Linked DNA regions of Sus scrofa: region 2 is linked to region 1. The links are chromatin contacts, called in public HiChIP or PLAC-seq maps. All regions are on one chromosome and are shown on one strand. Each heading gives the region's core, a stretch centred on a gene start, on an enhancer-like site or on the middle of the called end of the contact. The rest is flanking DNA. Distances are from core to core; before and after follow the strand shown. Region 1 holds the start of FKBP3 (FK506 binding protein 3). Region 2 holds the start of MIS18BP1 (mis18-binding protein 1).

What was found. HiChIP or PLAC-seq counts read pairs in DNA pulled down with a chosen protein or histone mark.
Region 2: an H3K27ac HiChIP or PLAC-seq map of alveolar macrophages shows a contact between it and region 1. The contact joins the promoter of MIS18BP1 here to the promoter of FKBP3 in region 1. A contact is called at or near these places in 1 of 5 promoter capture datasets (liver), 10 of 47 Hi-C or Micro-C datasets (embryonic fibroblasts, fetal heart ventricle, heart right ventricle and 5 more) and 2 of 2 datasets of contacts at active chromatin or transcription factors (alveolar macrophages and skeletal muscle).

What each region holds. Positions count from the first base shown.
Region 1 is chr1:175,328,659-175,336,007 of Sscrofa11.1, reverse strand. It overlaps FKBP3 (FK506 binding protein 3), which reads left to right and starts at 3,303. Exons shown (of 7, transcript NM_001244157.2): 1 at 3,303-3,435; 2 at 5,837-5,938; 3 at 7,139-7,246. The coding sequence starts at 3,328. FANCM (Fanconi anemia group M protein) reads right to left here and starts at 2,043. Exons shown (of 23, transcript XM_003480459.4): 1 at 1,333-2,043; 2 at 593-765. The coding sequence starts at 1,867.
Region 2 is chr1:175,446,921-175,454,269 of Sscrofa11.1, reverse strand. It overlaps MIS18BP1 (mis18-binding protein 1), which reads left to right and starts at 4,871. Exons shown (of 14, transcript XM_021101228.1): 1 at 4,871-6,072.

The DNA.
Region 1 (7,349 bases), core at 2,054-4,553:
CGCAGCTAAATATTTTTCAATGAGTCTCTACCACCTGTATCTCCTATAGCCTACAAAGGGCATTCAAACTGCTAAGCATAGACTACAAATCCTTTCAGAACCTTACTTCTAAGTAACTTTTCAGCTATATTCCACCTCTTCACCTTTGTACTTTATATTCCTAAGGTACTTAACTGGGAGTCAGTATTAGGTACCTGCATACATTACATCATTCAATCCTTAAACCAACGTTGACAGTTAAGTATTATTTTACCTAGCTGCCAAGGAATAACACTGCATATCGACCTAATCCTTTGACTATTATCTTAGTACCAAATCTCCATCTCTATACCCTATAATGGATCACTGTCTCAAACATGACGACTCTCACCATCTACATCAGACACGAATGGTCTCCTTAAGCTTTAAAAACAAACAGCAGAGATATTGATTTGAATGAAGGATAGTATTTCCTATCATTCTCGGTTGAGCTAATAGATATAAGGCCTTTCATAATAATAATAATACCATCAATACCTTCAGTCATTAATAATTATTCTCCAAAATGCTCTTTAATAGGTTTACAGGATAAAATATTTTTAAACAAAATTACCTGGCAGTAAGCATAGTTTCCAAGAGCTCTATGAGCTTCATCAATAACTAGACACTTTATTTCAGCAGCAGGACAAGCTCCTCTAGAAAGATCATTTACCATGACTTGAGGTGTAAGAAAAAGGACTCTCTTACTGTCCCATATTTCCTTCCTGGTGAAAACCTGAGTAGACCCTGTAAATAAAAGTGACACTTTACATTCTTAACCCCAGACTATTATCTGTAAAATATAAATAATCTGGCCTATTATCAGAATATATTCCTGCTTTGGTAATCTGCTTCTAAAATGATAATTGGACTCTCATTGGAATGCTACATTTTAAAACTTTGTTGTGCTTAAAATGGCAATCTGGCTTTTACCACAACTAAGCCGCCTTTAGGGAATTCCTACAAAATGACAAAATAGTAATTCAAAGAAAAAAAATCCTCAACTGGGAAATCCTTTTGGGGAAGAAATTCAGGAAAACTCACGTTCACTTACTAATGGGGTATACCCACATAATGACTTCAAAATGCTACAGGAATCCTTTGAAGATTGAATAAAGTAACCCTATCCATTAGAGATGGGCTCGCTACAAGAAGATGATGTTTTAAGGGAGAAGACGTAAAATAAGTATATTGTGATCTGGGGGCTGTTTCACATGAATCAGGAATTCCCTTAGTGCTATTGCCAGCAGAATGCGTGCTTTCCCCTGGGTGCCCAGCTCTTAATTTCAAATTAGCCAACTGTTTCTAAGATACCTGTCATTTCGGCCATGTGGGACTGCGGGATACCCATCACCCGGTAGCAAGCTTCGATCTGCTGTGTGACCAAAGGTTTTGTGGGGGCCATGAAAACCACTTTGCCAGAAGGGAACCAGCGGTAGAAATTGTACATGACCACGGCGGCAATAAAGGTCTTTCCCAAGCCGGTGGGCAGACAAACCAGCGTGTTGCAAAACAGAGCGGTCCTGGCGATGTTCAATTGGTAGTCCCGCACTGGGCAATTAGTAGGGTAAATCCACAGGGCGCCCGCGGAGGTGCAGAACCCGCCATTCTCTAGACTTAGCTGCTGCTCTGCTTCGTACACTGCAACCAGCAATACATCATCGTCGGACTCTGGCTGAGCCTCGGCAGCCTCTGCCGCCTCTGTCTCCTGTGCCGCTGTAGAAAACTGCGCGCTGGAGATGCCAGGGCTCTGAGTCCTCCCAGTTCCAGAACTGCAACTCGGAGCCCCGGCGGATCGGGAAACTCTTGAGCCCCACGTCTGGAAAAGCGTTCTTTGCCGTCCGCTCATTAGGCCGACGACCACCGAAGACAGGCCAGCAGCTCTTGCAGCTAAGAGCCTCCGTTCCAACCCCCATCGGTTACCTTCGCGTAAAAAGGAGTAGAACCAGAGGCGGGACTAAGGCCAGTTTATCCAGTTGAAAATGCCGCCACTGAGTCTGCGTGGGGAATATGATTGGCGGGCTTCCCGGAAATCCTGCCGCCCTCTCGGAGACGCAAGCGCTTTATCAAGGAGCTACTATAAATTTGGTCCCCCGGTCAATTTCTTCTCCACTCTAAATTGGGTTCCGTTTTCCTAGATTAGGTGTCTGGGCGTCGTTGCTAAAATGATATAGCTTAAAATGATACAATAAATAACCTTGAGATTCAAAACTGTAGATACTCATATATTTTGAACTTAATGAGCATCTAACGTGCTTGTTGGTTGTATTTCTAAACTGAAAGAAGAGGTGAAAAACAAACGTGTTTAGACAGAATTAAATAACTTGTCTTATTTCTCTATCCAGACAGAGAAAGCAAAATGTCAGTCTCTTTTTCGCAGTATTAGAAGTAGAACCCATTATTTTGACATTTTTATTGTTTAAAAGGAATGAATGGTTTGGCCCTGATATTTGCTGGAAAATCCTAAAGGAAAAAAGCAAGGCGTCCTGATGCTCCACTACATCTTCATAAATTACATAGAGCAATAAGCGTTGGTGTGATATTATTCTACTCTGGAAATAGATTTCTATCTCAGATTTGGTTACAGTTCCCAGCTTTTCCACACGAAACCTGGTGACTTTGAGTAATCTCTGTAGATTTGTTTCCTCGTATATTGAGGAAAAGTGCACATACAATAATGAGGTTGTTTCGCACACCGTTAACGTCACCCTCCTAAACACCAACATCAGCAATCGCCGTCCTTCGTGTAGGTACTTTACATTGCTTTATTTGGTCCAATGTCTGAACTTGCTTTTAGACAAACTATTTATCATGCTTCTGTATTTGTGAGGGGTGAGGGAACAGGTTGTATTCTAGCTTCATTTGTGTGAGTCTCAATAGGGAGGTGGTGGAATATGGGTCGTTCTGATGAGCCAATTTGGGTGTGAATTTCTAGAAGGGAAATAAAATGAGATTAGATGTCTGAGTGCTGATGTTTCTTTTAAACAGGTTATAGACTTTAAAGGCATAGCAGCTCGTCGATAATTAAAAAATATATATGGGTAATGCTTGATACATTTAGGAGATGAATGCTTCCGTTTTCCTGCGTAGTCAGCCGCCGGGGCCACATCAGCTGGTTTTACCCTGGACTCAACAAAGAGGCCCGCAACGTACCGTCTTGACGTCACTCAAAAACTGGCCCCAATCCTGCGGGATAGCGCAATGACCCCGCCCCCTAGAGCTTCCTGCGGGGTCCGCGCCACGCCCAGGGGGCGGGGCGATGCCGAACCCAGGCGGGCTGGCTCAGTAAAGCAGAGGCAGCGGGGGAAGATGGCGGCCGCCGTTCCACAGCGGGCTTGGACCGTGGAGCAGCTGCGCAGCGAGCAGCTACCCAAGAAGGACATTATCAAGTTTCTGCAGGATCACGGTTCAGATTCGGTACCAGAGGCAGCGGGGCGGCCGGGCTGGTGCGGCCGGAGGGATACTTCGCCCCCCCATAGATGCCTATACTTGCCGTATTCCTCCGTGCCCCCGCCCTCTCTCTCCCGCGGCCTGTGCCTGCAAGGCCGGAGAGGCCCCGCGTGCGCTCCGGAGCCACGCTCCCGCCCCTCGGGCAGGCAGTTCTTTGGCGGGTGGAGCAGCAGCATTTCTTGGGGCTCGCAGCCATCGCAGAATTAGAATCTCACTCAAATTGAGTGAGGGTGGAGGTCATGAGAGGAAAAAAAAAAAAAAAAAAAAGAACCCTGGAAATATTGGGGGCTCAAGCGGGGGACAGAGGATTGGAGGCTTGGATGAGATCCCTGGAGGGGAGTGTGGGCTGTTAGGGAGATGAGAAGGGATGTGAAGATTTCGGTAGCAACGATGTGTGCGATTTGCTTTTCTCATCAGTTACCAAATACTGATCACTAATCATGCATGCGATTTTTTTTTTAATATCGACCCTTTAAATAACCTTTTTACCTTTATATTTAGGGAAGTCACATGAGTATTCCATGTACAGTGATCTCGCATTCTTATAAAGCAACTAAGAAATCTATTTGGCACTCTTCATACTTATACGCCCTGCATTTTTCAGCAGTCTCCATTTTAATCACCCTCTGTAGTCACAAGTTATTTTTGTCAGACTTGAATTTTTTTCCCTTCGGAAATTAAGATCATTCATACCTCTCCTAAATTGCTGAACAGTTTGTGTGCGTGCATTATCGCCCACGTATGGGGAATAGAAGCAGCAGTCTATATATGGTTTCTCGACAATTTTTAACTGAATTTCTAAACTTGCATTTAGAAAAATTGCTTCTGGGCTCTTTTGAGAAGCTTGTAGTTTATTTTCATTTTGCACATTAGTAGTTTATTTTCATTTTGCACGTTCTTGAACGGGAGGTGTAATTATTTTCCCTCTTCCAGTATCATGCTCCTTTATTATCCTGATAGCAAGAATTATTGGCTCAGTGTTTGTGGATACAAGGATGAAAATGACATTTTATACCATTTTGGTGGAAATATTTTCTCTTAAGCCAGTTTATATTTCATTGAAGCAAGAGATTTATTGTTTATTAACAAGTAATGCCTCAGTACTGAACTATATTCATCAAATTCTTAGAAAACAGATCATCCCAAAGTGGGAATATGTAAAACTGGCCCACCTTGGACAATTTCAAGAGATTTGGATTATCTAAATATTTTTATGACATACTAATCTTTTAAGTGCGTACCCTACAGTGTTCATTTACATACTTAAACTTATTTGACAATCACTATTGTATTGCTCATAAGATATCAAGGGGATAAATGTTTATATTTTGGATATTTTTCAGAAAGCTTGCTAATAAAGAAAGCTTGCTAATCACAGCAGTGCTAAAGCAACTGATTACTTCTGTTTAATCAAAATAGCCTTTCCCATGAGCCTTTATCATTTAGAACATTTTTCTAAGAGAAAGAAAAAGAAAAATTCAATAGTGATAGTGTTGGGAAAAGTGCTTTGTTGGAAAGTTAGAAGATGCCAGAGGACATCATTGAGAAAGTTAACAAAAAAAGGAATCAAGCAAGGAAGGAAGCAGAATAAAGTAAGGGAAGCAGAGTTCAAAGAAGTTATGAAAATCCCCACGTACATGATTTTGATAATTTGATATTTCAGTAGTAGTATTTTGGTGTATATTTGACAACTTATAGTCTTATATTTGAGAGAAATGGAATTTGGCTGTTAGTTTCAGTTATTAAATACATTATTTTATTAAATAGGTAGTACTGAGTTCTTACTATGTGACTGGAAATAGATATCCTTACAGGAAGCCTCTGACATATAATGCTATTATTAACCTTCCACTGTGATGGAGAAACTGAGTCTTTAGGAAAACTTGAACACTATATATATCCAACACTGTGTAACAGTGCTTCCAGATGTGCCAAGAATGGGTTACAGATATGTTAAGATATCTATACCCAACATGGCTGGAAGATCCCTGGCCATGGGCCAAGTAACATCTTGCCAGGAGCAGCTTTGCCCAGTTACCAAAGTGTGTTTGCCAATAAGTGGGCTTTTCTGTGAGTTCCTAGATGGAAAAAGGGTTAGTACATGCCAGTGTATGTTATTTATTATTTCTTATAAATAATCAGTATTTTTTAATCTTCCTTAAATCTTATTTTCATTATGGAAAATGAATTTATAAAATAAATATTTCACTATATATATTATATATATAATGAAATATAAAATACATTTCATTTATCATTAGTAGTATGATTGAAAACAAAATTGCTGAAATAAAAGTTCATTTTCTAATTGTAGACCATTTCTTACATGAGGGAATTATTTTGACTAACCAGTTTTTTGTCTTTATAGTTTCTTGCAGAGCATAAGTTATTAGGAAACATTAAAAATGTGGCCAAGACAGCTAACAAGGACCATTTGGTGACAGCTTATAACCATCTTTTTGAAAGCAAGGTGAGTATTGTTACTTTTTTTTTTGCTTTTTAGTGCCACACCCTCGGCCTATGGAGGTTTCCAGGCTAGGAGTCTAATCAGAGCTACAGCTGCTGGCCTATGCCACAGGCACAGCCATGCAGGATCTGAGCCGCGTCTGCGACCTACACCACAGCTCATGGCAACGCTGGATCCTTAGCCCACTGAGCGAGGCCAGGGATCAAACCCGAAACCTCATGGTTCCTAGTCCGATTCGTTTCTACTGCACCACAACGGGAAATATTGTTACATTTTATTACAGAATATCATTTTAGATATTTTATTCCCCAAAAGAAGTTTGTAAGTGCATTTATTTGCAGAATATGTTGATGTTTCTCCTGTACTTTTTCTTAATTATGATCATAAAAGGACTGATTCCCAAATGTAGCAAACCAGTCTGCAGTATGGCAGGATGTTTTGATATTTTGGAAGGGAACAGATTTTTAAAAATTATTCCCTAGTTGCTTAAATTAGGACACTGAAAAGTTTTAAATTCAAAGTAAGTTGCATTTCACTAATAAATTTAGTCTTCGTCAGGCCTAGACTGAGCCTTTAGAAAAGCAAATTTTAAAGACTTGATTGAATACTTTTCATTTCTCTTGAGTTTGACTTGGTCTTTCTAAAAATTATGGTTCACATTTCAGAATTTATTTTGTGAGACAATTTGAGATTCATAATTTGTTGATTAAAATGCTTAACATGGAGTTCCCTTCATGGCTCACCAGTTAACAAACCCAACTAGAATCCATGAAGATGCAGGTTTCATCCCTGGCCCCGCTCAGTGGGCTAAGGATCTGGCATCACCATGAACTGTGTTTTAGGTCCCAGATGCAGCTCAGGTCCCATGTTGCTGTAGCTGTGGCATAGGCCAGTGGCTGTAGCTCTGATTCCACCTGTAGCTAGGAACTTCTGTGTGCCACAGGTGCAGCCCTAAAAAGCAAATAAAATAAAATGCTTAACATGGAGTTCCTTTGTGGTGCAGCAGATTAAGGATCCAGCATTGCCACTGTAGCAGCTTGGGTCATGGGTTCAATCCCTGGCCTGGGAACTTCCATGTGCCATAGGTGTGAACAAAAATAATAATAAAATAAAATAAAATCAACTTGATCTTAAAAAAAAGCTTAACATAAGATTCTTTCTTTGTTCTTGAATATGTTAAACATTAAACCATTTTCCTTTCAGCGTTTCAAGGGTACTGAAAGTATAACTAAAGTGTCTGAACAGGTGAAAAATGTGAAGCTTAATGAAGATAAACCCAAAGAAACGAAGTCTGAAGAGACTCTGGATGAGGTTTGTATATATTATTTTATTTCTCATGTTAATTTGAGAAAAAGTATTGCTCTATTACACTGATTTCTCATAATAAGAGGTGGTTGAGTATGGCCACTTACAG
Region 2 (7,349 bases), core at 3,622-6,121, 120 kb before region 1:
TGTGTATGAACCTCAAAAAAAATTATACAGTAGAAATGTGACAGAACACTGTAAACCAACTATAATGGAAAAAATAAAAATCATTAAAAAAATTATGCTGAGTGAAGGAAGGCAGACACAAGTGGTCACATATTAAATGATTCCATTTACATGAAATATCCAGAATAGGTAAACATGTAGAGACAGAAAAATGATTGGTGGTTGCCAAGGACTGTAGGGTGGGGAAAACAGGGAATAACTGATTGGTGTGGGATTTCCTTTTGGGGAGGTGATGAACATTTTTCCGTAGGTCATAGTTGTACAACATTCTGAAGGTTCTAAATGCCATTGGATTACATACTTTAAAATAGTTAATTTTTAAATGGTTAATTTTAAGTTATGTGAATTTTGTCTTAACTTTTTAAAAAAGAAAAAAAAAGCCCCAATCATACAGAAACATGAAAATATTCACATTTTCCCACAATTATATAAAAACATTTAAAAATCAGAAATATAAAAGGACAATTTCAGCATGCATTGCACACAGTAAGGGTAAGCAATTCTTTTTTTTTTTTACAGGTAATGTTTTAAAAACTCTCTTTTTTTTAGTTATATATATTTTTGTATTTATTAGGTTAAAATGTAGAACACATGTCTTACTGAGGATTGCAACAAAAAAATTAAAAGCCATTGAAAATAAATTTCTTTTCTTATACACTTTTCTTTTTTGGTCTTTTTGCCTTTTTCCAGGGCCGTTCCTGCGGCATATGGAGTTTCCCAGGCTAGGGATCTAATCAGAGCGGTAGCTGCTGGCCTACACCACAGCCACAGCAACGCCGGATCTTTTAACCCACTGAGCAGGCCGAGGATCGAACCCGAAACCTCATGGTTCCTAGTGGGATTCCTTAACCACTGAGCCATGACAGGAACTCCTCTCATACACTTTTAATTATCCTCTGGTGACAGTCACGGAAATGTGTGATTCTAATCTCTTTTCATGAAAGAGTGTCACGACTCTATGAAGAGTACAGCTACCTGACAGACTCTAACTGCACTTTTTTTTCAGGATCTGTTAAAACCTTTGACCTAAATAAATATTGTTGAGCAAACTGGACAGCCACATGTAAAAGAATGAAAGTGGACCACTATCTTACACTATACACAATTAATTCAAAATAATTAAAGACTTGAACAAACAAGAAACCATAAAACTTCTAAAAGAAAACATAGGCAATAAGCTCCTTGACACTGGTCTTCACAATGATTTTTTGGATTTGACACCAAAAGTGAAGGCAGCAAATGTAAAAATAAACAAACATCAAACTAAAAAGCTTTTTCAGATCAAAGGAAACCATCAATTAAATGAAAAAAAAAAACCTACAGAATGGGAGAAAGTACTTATAAATCATATACTTTATAAAGGGCTAATATCCACAATGTACTAAGAACTCATACAACTCAACAGGAGAACAACAATCTGATGTAAAAATGGGTAGAGAAACTGAAGAGAAATTTTTCCACAGAAGACATACAAATGGCCAAGAGGTATAGGAAAAGGTGCTCAAAAGTACTAATCCTTAGGGAAATGCCAATCAAAACAATGAGCTACTACTTCACACCTGCTAAAATGGCTGTAATTTGAAAAGACAAGAGGAGTTCCCATTGTGATGCAGGGGTAACGAACCCAACTAGTATCCATGATGATACTAGGGGTTCAACAAAAACAAGAGATAACAAGTATTGACAAGTATGTGGAGAAAGAGGAACTCTTGTGTATTTCTGGTAGGAATGTAAATTGGTGGAGCCACTTTAGAAAACTGTATGGAGACTCCTTAAAAAATTAAAAGCAGAACTACCACATGATCCAGAAACTCCACTGCCTGTTTCTAACTAAAGAAAAAAAGGCTAACTTGAAAAGATATCTGTATCTCCATGTTCACTGTGGCATTATCTGTGGGCTTCAAGGCCTTTCCAACAAGATAGACTCAAAGAGAGTCTCGGGATACCAATGTTGCCAGGATAAAATTACCAATTATTGCTCCTTCCACCCCATTACAACTGTTGCAGAGTTCTCCAGCCTCTCCTGAACAATCCTGCCCACTCCTTCCTGCCTCCTACTAGGAAAGGTATTTGGCCCAGTCCTCGCCTGATCCCCATAAGGGCATTAGAGGTAACCAACCAACAAGTGTAGAGTAAGACCTCCTCTTTCCTTTGACCTTGGGCTATAAAAACAGACATGACACCTGCTCAGAGTCAGCTCTCCCTGATTATCAGGAAGTCTTCCCACTGCAAGAGCAGTTTCTTTTCTCAATAAACTTTTCCTTCTTTCACCCCACTCTAAGTCTGAAAACAATTTTTCCATCCCAAGCACAGACCACAATATCATTTTCAATAGCCAAGACATAAAGCCAACCTTTGTGTCCACTGTGGATAAGTGAATAAACAAAGTGTGAGGTATATATAAAATGGAATATTATTCAGCTGTCAAAGAGAAGGAAATCTTGACATTTGCAACAACATGGCTGGGCTGGAGCACATTATGGTCAGCGAAATAAGTCAGAGAAAGGCAAACACTGTATGATCTCACAATACTGAAATCTTAAAAAAAAAAAAAAAAGGAATTGAACTCATAGATAAAGAGAACAGATTGGTGGTTGCCAGAGGTGTGGGTTGAAGGTGGACAAAAGGAAGAGGTGGTCAAAATGCATAAAATTTCAGTTATAAATAAGTTCTAGATGTGTATTGCACAGCATAATGACTATAGTTAAAAATGTTAAATTATATATTGGAAAGTTGCTAAGATGGTAAATCTTAAAAATTATCATCACAAGAAAAACAAAATTGTACCTATGTGCAGTAACAGATGTTAACTAGACATTGTCTAGATATATATATATACATATATATATCAAATCATTATGTTCTATACTTGAAACTAATACATTGTTATATGTCAACTAAAAAAAAAATTAAGCCTTTGAGGCAAGGCATGTTCTTCCCACCTCCAGCATGATGGATTTCAGGGCCTGCCCATTTCTGGTTTCTGCCCACTGCAGACCTCCTCTGATGGGCTACCTCCATACTCCCTATTGCATTAGCCAATTCTTTGTCAATCTGTATTGCAATCTTTGGTTCCTTCCCTCTGCCCAATTCTGCTTCCTACTCCTTTTTTCTTTCACAAATGGCAGATCTGCATCAAAGCCTAAAGATTTACCAGGCCCAATTCTGCTTCCTACTCCTTTTTTCTTTCACAAATGGCAGATCTGCATTAAAGCCTAAGGATTTACTAGACCCAATTCTTTTTCCTCCCCCTTAAACTTTCACAGGCCATATCTCTCAACAAGTCTCTTGTATTCCGAATTCCATCTTACCATCAGCTTCCTGCAGGAGCCAAACTAATACACCTTCATAGCACTTATTACAATTTGTAATAGTATGTTTATATGTTTATGTGCTTGTATACTGTCTCTATTATACAACAATCTTCTTGACAGTCTTTTCTACTGAAGAATCCTCCTCTTAAAAGCCTGTAAAACCTCCCTGTTGATTCCATTTTCAACCTTCCTCTAAGCCCAGAGAGGACAGTAGTATTTGCACAGTTATGCCTTACACTGGGAACACAGAGTGAAAGGAGACAAAAATCCTAATTCAGGGCTACATGTTACAAGTGTAGGATCTTGCAACTTTGGCATTACTGACATTTTAATCTTGATAATTCTTTAAGAATTATCAATAGCTGCCCTGTGCATTATAGGATGTTTAGCAGCATTTCTATCCTCTACTCAATAGCTACAAGGGCCATCCTTCTCAGTCCTGACATTCATATTTCCAGACATTGCCAAATGTCCTCTAGGGGTGCAAAATTATCCCTGGTTGAGAACCACTGGCCTTGATGAAAGAGTATCTTTTTTCTAATTCCCCCCAAAATGCTATATGGTCAAGTAGTGCCCCTACTGGAACTTACCATGGTGCTGGGAATATTCCTCCAAGCTCAGCAGACTCAGATCCCTTGGTAGCAACTCCCACACAACGATTAGAGGAATCGGCTCCTCCAATATCTGTCTTTTGGACCCTAAGTGGGTCTGTATACATTCCCAAGAGTTACAGACTTAGGACAGATTATTCCAGCTGCCTGACTGTGAATATAAGAAGCTCTCCATCCCCAGCAGATATAAACTTAAACGGTCCATCCGAGGCAGCATATCAATGTCCAACGGACAGATGAACATTGTCCCTTGGCCTGTATGCCTTCTCTCTGTACTTTTTTACCCACAAGCTGTTATCCAGGTTTCCTTAGAAAATTATTTGTCATTCTTATGTAAATTCCTGTTGCAGTTCACTCTGGAGCGCACTAGATCCTAGTTACTTCTCACACGAGAAACAGTTAATTTAAAAAATTAAACTGAGTACCTGCCCTTAATATTTCAAGGTTCCTATTTTGACTGAATGTTGTGAGTCATGTCTATCTCTATCATCAGGAATAGAAAACTTTCACATTTCCATTTCAGATGCTTTGAAATATGAATGCCTGTCTCTTTAAAACCCCTCTATCCCACAGAGTTTATTTCATAGATGTCATTAAACACATATTTTTAAGTCTGGCTTTTCCCACAGATCTGGTGCAAATCCATGTCCAGTCAATTTCCCATTATGCTGCAGAAATAGAAACTTCATTTATCTACATGGATTTTCTTAGGTGGGGAATCGTACATGACCTGCTATGCACCACCTAAACTCTAATCAGACTTAAAATCTAGAAGGCTGATCCCCTGGGGAACAATGAGCTGCCTTGGAGACCAGTTAAAGAGTCATTCATCAGACGATGTTCTTTTACAACTGCCCTCTACCCCCCACCCAAAACCATTACTTACATTCCTAAGGAAACTGCCTCCCCCTAACCCTTGAATACTGACCTAGCCCAAGAACAAACCTGTGCTGAAAATAGAAACTACCCCTTTTCCTACATCACTAACTGCTCCCTAAGCAGCGGAGAACCTGAGCTCTCTCCCGACTCCTGGCCAATCTGTTGGTCCATAAAACTGGCTTGAAGTCTCAGAGCTCCAGCCTACTGTCTCTTCTTTGATTTTTCCGCTCTGACAGATTTGCTTTCCTCGTTCTACCCCCCAACTGGTTTCTTTTTTTTCTTTACTTGCAATCATTTTATGCTTTAAATTTACATTTTGGATTCTGAATATTTGGTGAATACAGGATTTAGTGGATACAGACTTTAGAAGAAGGGCTCGCAACCATCTCTTTAAAAAATTAATTCATTACAGCCATTTCAGTCCAGTCTTATCGGACAGATGCGATACATGATTCTAGGATGCTGAGAACTTTTCTTGGATGAAGCAAAAAATAAACTCTCCTGTCCTAAATGCGTACTTGGTGAGGAGGGGGGCGGAGTTCATGGAAAGAAGGTGCAGGATTGGAGCCAGAAGGGATTTAGGGCTGAAAACACTAGTTACTCCTCTGGCTCCTTTTTCTCTGCCAAGACTGAAACAAGGGGCACTACACAATGCTTCCGGCCGGCAACTGCGGCTTGCTGGGGCGCTGAAGCGGGGGATACACAGTGCTCCGCCGTGGCTACGGCACAGCATCACTGGGTGTGGTCTGATACGGCTCGGTCTAACTGCAACTGTAAGGCAAACCAGGGTAGCCGAGATTAAGGCTTTAGGATTCAGTAAGTTTCTTAAAAACAAAGCAAAACAAAAGAAAATTTCCCGGGGGGAATAGCTCAAACTAAGTATCCCATTGCGAGTATAACTTTGCATTTAGTCCATTGTTTCAAGAACAAAACGCTCCTTCTCGGCCTCAAATACCTGACGGCCTGAGAAAACTAAAGGCTCTTAAACGGATTCGGCAAGCAGTTTTCTTTCAGACGGAAGGGAATGCACAACCAAATTCTATCAGCATTCACGCCAGTAGGGGAGGAAGGTAGCCGGGAAGGACCAAAATTAAAAACCCACAGAAGTGCCAGAGCGCGCAGACGACGTCTGACGTAGTCTTCCTGCCGCAGAGCATTTCGGGAGGAACGGCAGAATGCGGGGTTGGCTCCTTCTCTGAAGAGGAAATTAATTTCGAGGACAGCTAGAGGTGCGTGCCCGGTACCCGTGGCAACTTGGGGTTGCCTACGTTTTGTAGAAAGAGCACTGCCCTCGCGGAGCGGGGACCGCCCCACGTTTTCCTGCGTCCCAGAGAGACGCGTGGTGACGCAATTCCTGAGCGCGCCAATCCCTGGTGCCTGGAGGGCAGGCTCTTAAAATTTGAATTGCCAGATAGTTTTGGTGTTAGGGAACCTCAAGGAGGTGGTGAGCGTCACCTGGTGCTCGGCCGCTGCGGCCGACTTGGGCCAGAGGCAGAAGCCGTGGTGTTCCTGCCCGCCCTCTAAGCGAAGTCGAGCCCGGGCCGCCGCCGTCTCTACGGTGCCGGTCTCTTCACCCAAGGTACGGCCTCTTCGCCCCGCTTCTTTCGTCTCCTCTCTCCCGTCCCTTCTGGCACTGTGACTTCCAGCACTTCAGCGTAATGGTCCCACGCAGACTTTTTTTTTTTTTTTTTAATTTTCCCACTGTACAGCAAAGGGATCAAGTTGTTTTTGTACATTTTTGCCTTTGGCAGTGGTATCACAACTGCTCGTTCATTAGGTGTGATTTGTTGCGTTTCTGCTGTAGTTATTACGGAAGTAGACCACTTCCGTTCAGATTCGTTTCGATGGTGAGCGCTCTAAACTTTACTCTAAAATCACTTCTAGAAAAAAAAAAAGTTTCAGATAATTACCAAGTAGAAAAATTGTGTGCGTCACCGTCACTTCCTGATTCTTCACCTTGGAACCTAGGATTCACAAAGCTAAAGAAACAATTGATCCATCCAGCTTATGTTTTCTTTTGATTACATATTAGTTGCAAATACTTACAAATGTTAAATTAAAAAATATTTAGGAAATGGGAGCCCTCTTCATCCTACTTCTCAAAGATAAACTCTGTTTACAATTTGGTCTACTTCCAGTTTTTTTTTTTTCCCCTATGTCTATGTATTTCCCTCTTCCTTTATTTAGGTGTTTATTTATTTATTTATTTCAGAAATTCAGTTACACCTCCTGTTCCTTTTCCTTTTTTAACTTAGTATATCCTAGTTGTTTTCTATGTCAGTGTGTATGTATATTCTTTTAGTGGAATAGGTAGAATTCAGTTGTGTGGATGTAGCAGAATTTTGTCCCATCTTGGTAGACATCTAGATTGTTTCTAATTAGCCCAGTACTTCAGTGAACATTCTTTTATACTGCCTCTTTAAGAACTTGGGCTTTAAAATCGGATAGCTGGGGGTCCTGCTCATAATCATTGTCAGTGGGACTGTGGGCTGGTTATTTAATCACT